2 separate regions of the Drosophila melanogaster genome follow, and region 2 is linked to region 1. The links are chromatin contacts, called in public Hi-C maps. All regions are on one chromosome and are shown on one strand. Each heading gives the region's core, a stretch centred on a gene start, on an enhancer-like site or on the middle of the called end of the contact. The rest is flanking DNA. Distances are from core to core; before and after follow the strand shown. Region 1 overlaps hwt (heavyweight). Region 2 overlaps rsh (radish).

Evidence for each region. Hi-C and Micro-C count contacts between places; a contact is called where the count stands out from the background.
Region 2: a Hi-C map of the Kc167 cell line shows a contact between it and region 1, with 2.6 times the contacts expected there. The contact joins two enhancer-like sites. A contact is called at or near these places in 2 of 107 Hi-C or Micro-C datasets (the Kc167 cell line and wing imaginal disc).

What each region holds. Positions count from the first base shown.
Region 1 is chrX:12,537,967-12,542,553 of dm6, reverse strand. All of the region lies in intron 4 of hwt (heavyweight), which reads left to right. Among named protein-coding and RNA genes, the nearest start is that of Cpr11B, 13 kb to the left of the region's middle. Within about 2 kb of position 1,588, at least 13 of the 39 cell types and tissues checked have an H3K27ac peak or open chromatin away from gene starts, as enhancers often do. A contact at or near this core is called in the Kc167 cell line, where this site is marked.
Region 2 is chrX:13,077,222-13,081,517 of dm6, reverse strand. rsh (radish) reads right to left here. Exons shown (of 19, transcript NM_001298250.1): 19 at 2,448-4,296. hep (hemipterous) reads left to right here. Exons shown (of 10, transcript NM_001298253.1): 8 at 1-5; 9 at 475-880; 10 at 951-2,313. The coding sequence ends at 1,089. Among named protein-coding and RNA genes, the nearest start is that of hep, 11 kb to the left of the region's middle. Within about 2 kb of position 2,712, at least 3 of the 39 cell types and tissues checked have an H3K27ac peak or open chromatin away from gene starts, as enhancers often do. A contact at or near this core is called in the Kc167 cell line, where this site is marked.

The DNA of each region.
Region 1 (4,587 bases), core at 339-2,838:
ATCGAACACAAAAGTACGTATCTTTGAAGAGCTTAAAATAAATACCTTTCGTAAGAATGAACCCTATTTGTTAGATAAGCTAGTTACACCTTCACAGGTGTAACGAACTCCGTTCAGATAGATGATCTCATCAGGTATTCAAGTTGATGATATTACATTTATATATTTTGTGTATATTTGGCGGGGAACATTACATTTTCAATTTCAATTACGCACCCTGCAATCCCCAATGATTCCGAAAGTGGAAATCTTTTGGCTAATGCCTCCCAAGTGTAACTCGTGGAAATTGCGTTGAAAGGTCTCTCGAAAAACTTACTTCATATACATGCATACCTACCTACCTATGTATGTGTGTTTTTCGGGGGTGTGGAATAGCAACAACAATTGGCGGATGTGAAGTGGATTGGGGGTGTAACATGTGTAACAACAAGTGTTAAGTCAAACACCTTTTTGTACATACCTACCCCTCCACCAAATGCCACTGGCCAGCGCAATTTGTCATTTGGCAAATGAAAAAAATAGAGCCGAGAAAGTTGGAGAGGTTTACCTGGCACTGGCTCTATTAAATATTCACCCCTTTTTCGTGGGCCAAGCGAAATCCAAAAAAAAAAAAGGAACGAGAAACCACTCAGCATGTAAGTTTCGTTTATTTGCTGATGTTTACAAATTTTCACGGCAAAATGAAAAAAGTTTTTGCTGTTTTCGATAAGGTGAAGTTGTTTCTGGTGGGTGTGTATATTTTTTTTGGTCACTTATGCAACCATTGCCATGAAACGTGAGTTGTTGCGAAAACTTGTTTAGCATTGTTTTGCTTTACCAACTCAGCTCCTTGGCCACTTGTCCTTGTCATGTGTCAAGTTGTGAGACGGTAAACAACTTGGCAAGTAAGAGAAAACGAAATAGGAAAGGGTGTGACCAAAGCGGTTTATAGAAATATAGATTGTCCATTAAGCCGGGCCATACCCTCATAATTTTCCCGTTTCCCATTTGCCATTCGCCATTTCCGTTGACCATTGACAGTAATGAGTCCGGGGGATTCTGACAACGCCTAAAAGCTGGCAACAGTTTGCCCAAATTGCTTATTTATGCCATGTCCACGTCTGCCAATGTGTATGTGACCTTTGTTCACAGTTGTCGTGGTACGACTTTACGCATACCCAGTAGTGCGTAATTCTAGAAGTGAGAAATTTATCGCTTTAGTCCTATTTACTTGTTACTAGTTCTACTTCATAATTTCAAATATGTGCAAATTATTTGGTCTGCTAATGAAACTTAGAGCGTAAACAGCAACTAAACTGATTTTCACTCAACAGGGGTGTCTATGAGTCGGGAATTTCGATTGCTGCCCATTTCGCGCTATTAGTTATGTAAAGTGCGACTAGCTGTATGGTTTTTTTTTTCCGTTTTGTTCAGCCGTGTTGCGGTCACCACCCAGACCCCTTAAATACCCCCGAAACTCATACTCCTGCATGCAATTTTCGTTGATTTGTCACGTAGGATAGCCAAATAACAGATAGGAAATATTGTATGTTTCAGTAACGAGAGGAAGCACAGCATTTGGACAACAGATGGCGCTGCGGTCGATCGGTGAGTGACCACTGGCGCCATCGTGTTCAAATTGCGAATTATACTAATTTGCATTCTCTGCATCACTTCTCCCACCTTATCGCTTTTTTCACTCATTCTTCTGCTTTGCTTTCGCCCATTTTCTCCTACCGGTCTGCTTCCTTTTACACTTGTAAACGTGTCACAAAATCTAGTTTGATACATTTCCGCCTCCCATTCAATTTTACCGGACGGTGTTATGTTTCATAAAATATGCAGAAAGGGGGTGGCAACAGTGAAATAGGGTGGTGAAAGGGCAAGAAAAAAGAGAGTGGGACATAGAAAAATGAAAGACGGTCTGAAAGAGTACACTATACATATATAACTATCGCTTTCTAATGGTAAGAAAAGCGCAAAAACTAACAGCAAAATAGTTCATTTCCTTGTTTGATGATTTGATTAAAAATATAAATATTCGATTGTTATTTAGTTGAATTGACTACTACTACTACTTGAGTACTAAAAAATGAAAGTTTCATTCTTTTAAATTAGTATTTATTGTGTGCTTGAGCGAAGATATATTTTGGAAAAATGCGAACCGGAAACCGGAAAAGCAAATCAGGTGGCGTTTTGCCTCAGTGCAGCTGTCACTGTCCCCACAGGGTTGCCACCATGGGGCATAATGCGTCATCGTCGCCGGTGGCTTTATATTTACCGTTACACCGGTTACGCACACACACACAGAGATACTTACAACCATATCCCCACACTCGCGCAGAGACAACTGCGTCGTCACATGTGCGCAACAAATTGCGTCTGCCGCTTTGAATTTTTGCGGTTACATTTCCGTTGCACCGGCGGGCGACAACAGCGACATCGACGGCATTTCAATAAGCCAAAAGGAAAGCGGCACCAAGGGGGAGTAGGTGGAGGGGTGGAAGGAAAAGGGGACAGAGAAAGCCAGAAGAAGAAGGCTCAGATGCAAGAAGGACTCGAAGAATCGAATCATACAGATGCCTTCCTCGCACATTGGCATGCAACATAAATTTCATTCGCTAAAATCAGACAATTCGGGGAAACGTAATATATAACCAAATCTTGAATTTTAATTCTAAAACACGATTCTTATGTTTGAAAGTATTATATTCAAGTTAGTATCCAGCTAGTCTCAATAATTTCAGATTCACTTATTGGCCTTTGGCTCCACTGTGCCGGCATCTGCAGCCGCAAAGTGTGCAACGTGAATGGAAAAAAAATATAAATCTGATTTATGCCCCTGGCTATTGCCGGCCCCCTTAGAAAGTGGCCACATGTGGGGATGTTAGTGTGAGATAGAGATTGGAAGAAATCGCAGCAAATTCGCATCAAATTTTCATATTTACTATGAATTACAAATTGTCAGATTATGGAAATGGTTTGCTTTAGCCTTTGGCCCAGCTGGGAATAAGTTTTTGGTTTAGCCTCTTACGGTTATTGATCTTGCACGCCACACATGATACAGTGCAAAAAAAAGATGAATACTATAATGGATAAATAAATAACATATATTAACATTAACTGATCGCCCAGTTTAAGTAAAAAGCATAGTGTGACCTTGCCAGCTGCCTTAAGTTTGTATGACCGTTTTGTTGCCGAGAGGTTTCTACGCGTTTCTCTAGTAACAATTCTTCCAGTGTACGTACATGATTGCTCATAATTCGCACGTGTGTGTGTGTGTGTTTGGTCTGTGCGTCGTAGTTAAGATAGATTCTTGTTGATGTTATGACTCATGGATGTCTGCCGTATAGAGGAATAGATAGAGTCATAAGAGCGGATAGTGGGGTGGGCATGGGGCGAGATTTTCTTGTTTTTTTTTTTTTTTTTTTTTGCCTGGCTAGAGGATTAGGTGGCCTGGATGTTTAGCTGCTGCGGTCTCCCTTTGGCATAACCTGATACCCGGGCAAAGCTATTCCATTCCAACCATAATACCTGTGGACAAATAATTACAACAACAACCGACTGGGTTTGGGTGCGCATGTAGCATATTTAATGACAAAGGAACTCGTGTCAAGGATTACTAATTAGTGTCTGGACGTTGACGACCACGATGATGTTGCCCGGCTGCTCTCTTGTTGCTGTTTATGTCCTTCGCCTTAAGTGCACACCCATCCATCCATCCATCCATCCACCCATCCATCCATCCACCCATCCACCCAGCCTAGCCAAGGCGAGCAACCAACCAAAACCCAAAAATGGAATGGCTAAGGATATTTTCGTTTATATATTTGCTTTTTAAATTGACTTTGGGCGCGCTGGCAAATTGAGTTGTCCAATGGCGTCTGTCTGATAAGCGTGTGCCATGTTCCAAGTCTTACCTGCGGCTTAAGTGAAATTTCCTCGAGGGTTTTAATATCCGAGGTGGAGAGGGGATGGGTTGGGTTGGGTTAGCATGGGGGATTACACTTGTCCTTTCAGTGGAAGTGGGTGGTGCCTGTTTAATTGCAATGGGGGCACATTCTCGGTTCGCATTAGTGGCTCGTACAAAAATGTGCGCCATTTGCGGCTGCTGCCTAAGCTGATTTGTATTTAATGAGCTGTATATCCTCAAACACACTCACGCTTTCATGCACAACGAAAACATTTGTTATCATAAATTGTTGGTCATTAAAAGAGCATTAAAGAGGCGCACAGATATCAAAAGATAGTTCACAGCTAAATGTTTGTAAATACGATTTGGAATTTGTGCTAATTAATTATTTTTCTCAGTGCATTTCGGCACAGACAAGGCACTTATAAGGGCAGACAAATTGCCGTTAGTCTGGACGACGAAACGAAAACATTTACTTGAGCGATGCGGGATTAAGGATGGAAAAGCGTCTGTTTGGGGGAAATCTGAAATGGGTGGCTGCTCTGCCACCTGTCAGCGACTTTTCCACTCGCCGAATAGCATCAACCTCACATCATCGCCAATTATTTGTTTATCTTGCGGAGGCCAGTGGGTGTTATGGGTGGGTATGGATAAAGTGGGTGGTTCACGGCTGGCTGGGTGGCTGTGTCGTTGAT
Region 2 (4,296 bases), core at 1,463-3,962, 540 kb before region 1:
TGCAGGTGAGCCATCACTTGAATTGCTAACTAGTCCACAAGCTCAGAAATAAAATCATAACATTCTTAATGATAATAGCTGGCACAAATCATTATTCTATATTCTTAAACAAATGCTTGATGTTGTGCATCTACACCCTTTTAAAAACCTTCTTTAAAAGGATTACAGATTTTATTTCTGAGTCTATCATTGCTCTTTTGATTTCGCTTTGAACGCTGCTATGTTGCTCTCGTATTTATACATTTTCCATTTCCGTTTCGTTTTTCTCTTCGTTTTCCGCACACCGCACAACAAAACGAACTCTGCACCAATGCACTGCACCATCACCATGAAACCACGTACTCATAATCCATCATCACTCAATTCATCAAACAAACAAACAACGAACCAACCAAACAGGCTGGTTCAACACTCTTGCCGGTGCCATGAAGCGACAGTTTGCCACCTATGTTAAAACCCAATTGAATTCCACAGCCACGTCGCCGGTGGCGTCCAGCATGGATCGAGACCAGGAGCCAGTGCATCCGCAGCCGCCGGCGTACAGGAGCGTTGTGAATAACGGCAGCGGTGGCAAGTCTTACTACTATCGCACCTTGTCGGCGGCCAGCAGCAGTAGCAATACCAGCCAGAGCACCTCGCCCACGACGGAACCGCTGCCCGGCGGTGGCACCAGTAGCTTTCTGCGTCGCTATGCAAGCAGTGGACCGGGAGGTAGCATCAGCACGCCGCCCAGTCCGCATATCTTGGCGGGATTGGATCGCAGGCATCGAAGTCCAGATCCGCCGCCACGCTACAATCGCGGACAGTCACCGCTATTGCTGCGCAAGAATCTGCTGGAGCTGAGTGGCCAGCCGCCCGGCTCTCCGCTGCTGCACCGAAGGTAAGTGCTGCGTAATGAAGCCATCCTGCTCTAAGTCATGCTAATCCTCGCCTCTTTCACTCACTTTCAGATACGTTTCGGCTTCGCCGCCGCTGCCGCCACCGCGTCGAGGCTCTGAAAGCGTGCCGGGATCACCGCAGCATTTCCGCACTCGCATCCACTATACACCCGAGCCCCAGAGACGCATCTACCGTACGATAGATCAATGAGTAGCGCTGCAAATCATGGTCATGTGATGCTGGTATGGCTTCGACGACGATGCCGCCGACGCTGCTGTTCACGACGACAATCAGGACGAGGAGGTGGGACTATTGGAGCCCATTTCCCTGCCCGTCTCGTCAGCAGTCGGCGACTCGCTGTCGATGCCGGCGTATGCAGGTGGCCTGGGCACCAGGTTGTCCGGAGCCGAACGGCGAATCGGCGATCGTCGGACGTGTTCGGCCAGCGGATCGTATTCCAGCTTGTATACGGATAAGGACGAATGGCCAGGTGGATCGTCCGGTGGGGCATCGGGTACATCGACGACCAGAGCTGGATATCCGTGGACATGTGATTGATGACAAACGAAAGTGTTCAAAAGTCTTATACGTTTAAGTGCTTGAGCCTCAGCGATTCATCTGTATCCGCATCTGCTAGACACTTCGTTTCGTTGCGCAGCTCCAATTGTACATAGACATATATCTTAAGGGACCTATATAGACACATCCGATAATAGTGCAATAGTTGAAAGCAATTCTGTTCGCCCAACAACCGCGCCCCCCCCTGTAACCAAGTCTATACTGTTCTATATATCTCTGTATCTGTATCTCCTTCAATGGTAACTCTGTAATCAAAAGTTTACACTTTACACAACGTAACTTATTTAATCGTAGCTCTAAAAAGAAAATGAAACAAAATAGCTAAATCGAAAAAAAAGGGGAAAATCCAAGAGAAAGAATGAGAAATTTAAATGATTTGTAGCTTTGTATATAGAGAGGAAGCGAAGTGCAAAATGTCGTTGCATTTGCTGTTTGCAATTTGTTTTAGTTTATATGTTTCATTAAACATCAACTTGTATGCTGAGTGGAAGGGAAACCGACAAGAAACAACCACATTAACAATGGAATTATTGTACTGATTATTATAATTGTTTAATTTATTATGTAAGCGGCAACAAGCGACAATTCAAATTCAAGTCTCGTTTTGTTTTTTTATTTCAAATGGGTGGAACGGATTCCTTTTTTTCAGAACTTTTATATGGCGAAAGGGAAGTATGGAAGTAAATGGAGATATAAACAGTTCAGAAAGACAACGTATTTGGAATTGATTTAATGATTAAATCAAAAGTATTTTGAATAGCTTCAGAAGTACAAGCCAAATAGCTTTCCATACACTTAGTTTCTAGTTTCCACCCTCCTATTAATATAAAGAAAATAAAAAAAAAAAGAAAAAACAAAACAATAAACTTATAAAACGCAAAAGAAATTCGATGTTTCATTCAGATGCAAAACGAATGTTTTTTAAACAATGCTTAATTTATGTATATAAAAACGCTGTTGTAATACTTTTATAATTTTTATTGAATTTTCTCCTGTTATGCTTGGCTGTGGCAATTACAACATTTATTTAGCTTTACTCCGCATTCAAATGCGTTTTTTTCTTTTTCGATTAAACAAATGTCTTATGTGGTTTTCATTTGCGTATATTGTAGATGTAGATCGTCAGCTCAAAAGGAGTCACGGGTGTTTTTTTCATTTTTTTTTAAATTTTGTTTTTCGATTGCCTGCCTGATTCAATCTGCTATCAAAAAAGTGAGCCCGTTTCGCACCACCCTGCGCACCACCACTCTGCCATCCGGTGGTTGGGTGGGTTAATTTAGGCAGAGGGGCGATGGGCGGTGGGCGGTGGCGATCGGGGCGAACATATAGAAACAGCGCTTATTGTTTATTTTCGGTATATCGGATATCTGCGGTAAATACATTCATATTAATCAGATGAGTACATTCAGTTCAAACAGTATATTTGAGTCGATAGAGCGACGGTAAAAATACAGCTATGCTTTATGTCCATTTAAATCTGTTGCTATTTTTTTCTCTTTTCAATGTTTTCAAAGATTAGTCAACAAAAAAACGTACAACATTTGTATAACTAACTTTTGAATTGAATGGCACTCGGCCTTCTCTGTCTCAAAATGCTTCGAAGAGTGTTGTTTTTGTTTTTACCTATTTTTTTCTTTTTTTTTCATTATAACTGCTCGTTTCTGTTGCAATCCAAGTTTTCCACAAAAAAAAAAAAAAAAAAATAAGAAACAGGCCCCAAAAACGTTTGCCTGCTACAGTTTTCCAAATTCATTATTTTCCAGTTTTAGCTTTTGGCTTACAGTTTATCTGTTCGTTTATCTGGTTATTAGACGTTAATGTTAGTTATTCGGTTATTGCACACTGAAAGCGTTTAGTTATTGATTTCCGTTTGCCTTTCTTGTTAGGGTTCTTTTTCTTCTGGCCTTGTTTTTCTTTTTTTTTTTTATATATATACTGTAATTGCTTAATTATATGCTTACATATGTATGACCTGCCAGACACTTGATAAACTTGGTTGTACAGTTAGACATTGAATTTTGATATATGCGTCTTTGAACATTTAAGTGAAACCCTTTTGGAAATGCTGCCGTTTACATTTAGTTTTCATGTTGCATCAGAATTTGCCATCTTTAGTTTATTGACCGAAACTAGGTCATTTTAGCAACTGAAGAATTCCAGTAGGAAAATATTTCATAAGTGAATGGTGGTGTTAGAAAAGTAAATCTATCCGAGAAATGGTACTGGTCAAAAGTTGGGTCAACTGATTTCCAAAGGGAATGTGGAAAACGATTTTCTATGGGCTTATCTGTTCACTACTCTTGATGACTCTATGATCTGCAGGGTTCTTGTCGTTTTTCTTCAATGAGCTCTATGCTGACAAATTATTTAGTTGGTAATATTAGGTTTTTTTCAATCATTCAATTTTATTTTTTAATGGTGGTTTTGGCCTTTAGTTGAATTTATCTTTAGGGCTGATCTTCCGGGATTTTTTTTATTCATAAAAGCAGTGACTGTTTTTGGGGATTTACACCTGCTCGTTCTCTTAGATCAAGTTAATTTATTGGTTATACAAACATACACTTAGATATTGCACTTATGAATCGGTTTTCTGGTTCTCTGGACTCTCGCTTCACTTGCAGTTCTGCAAGTGTTGTGTTGATTTTACGGTTTAGCATAACTATATTAACCAGTATTAAATGTACAGGTGTGCAGCCAACTTGACTGGAAATGTTGATACTTATCTATAATATGCTTCCTTGTCTTTTGGTAGTAACAAATTAACAGACAATACAAAAAACCCAAAAAAAAAGCGTTCAAACAGTTAAGATTATGCTTGCAATTCTTTTGAACATTTAA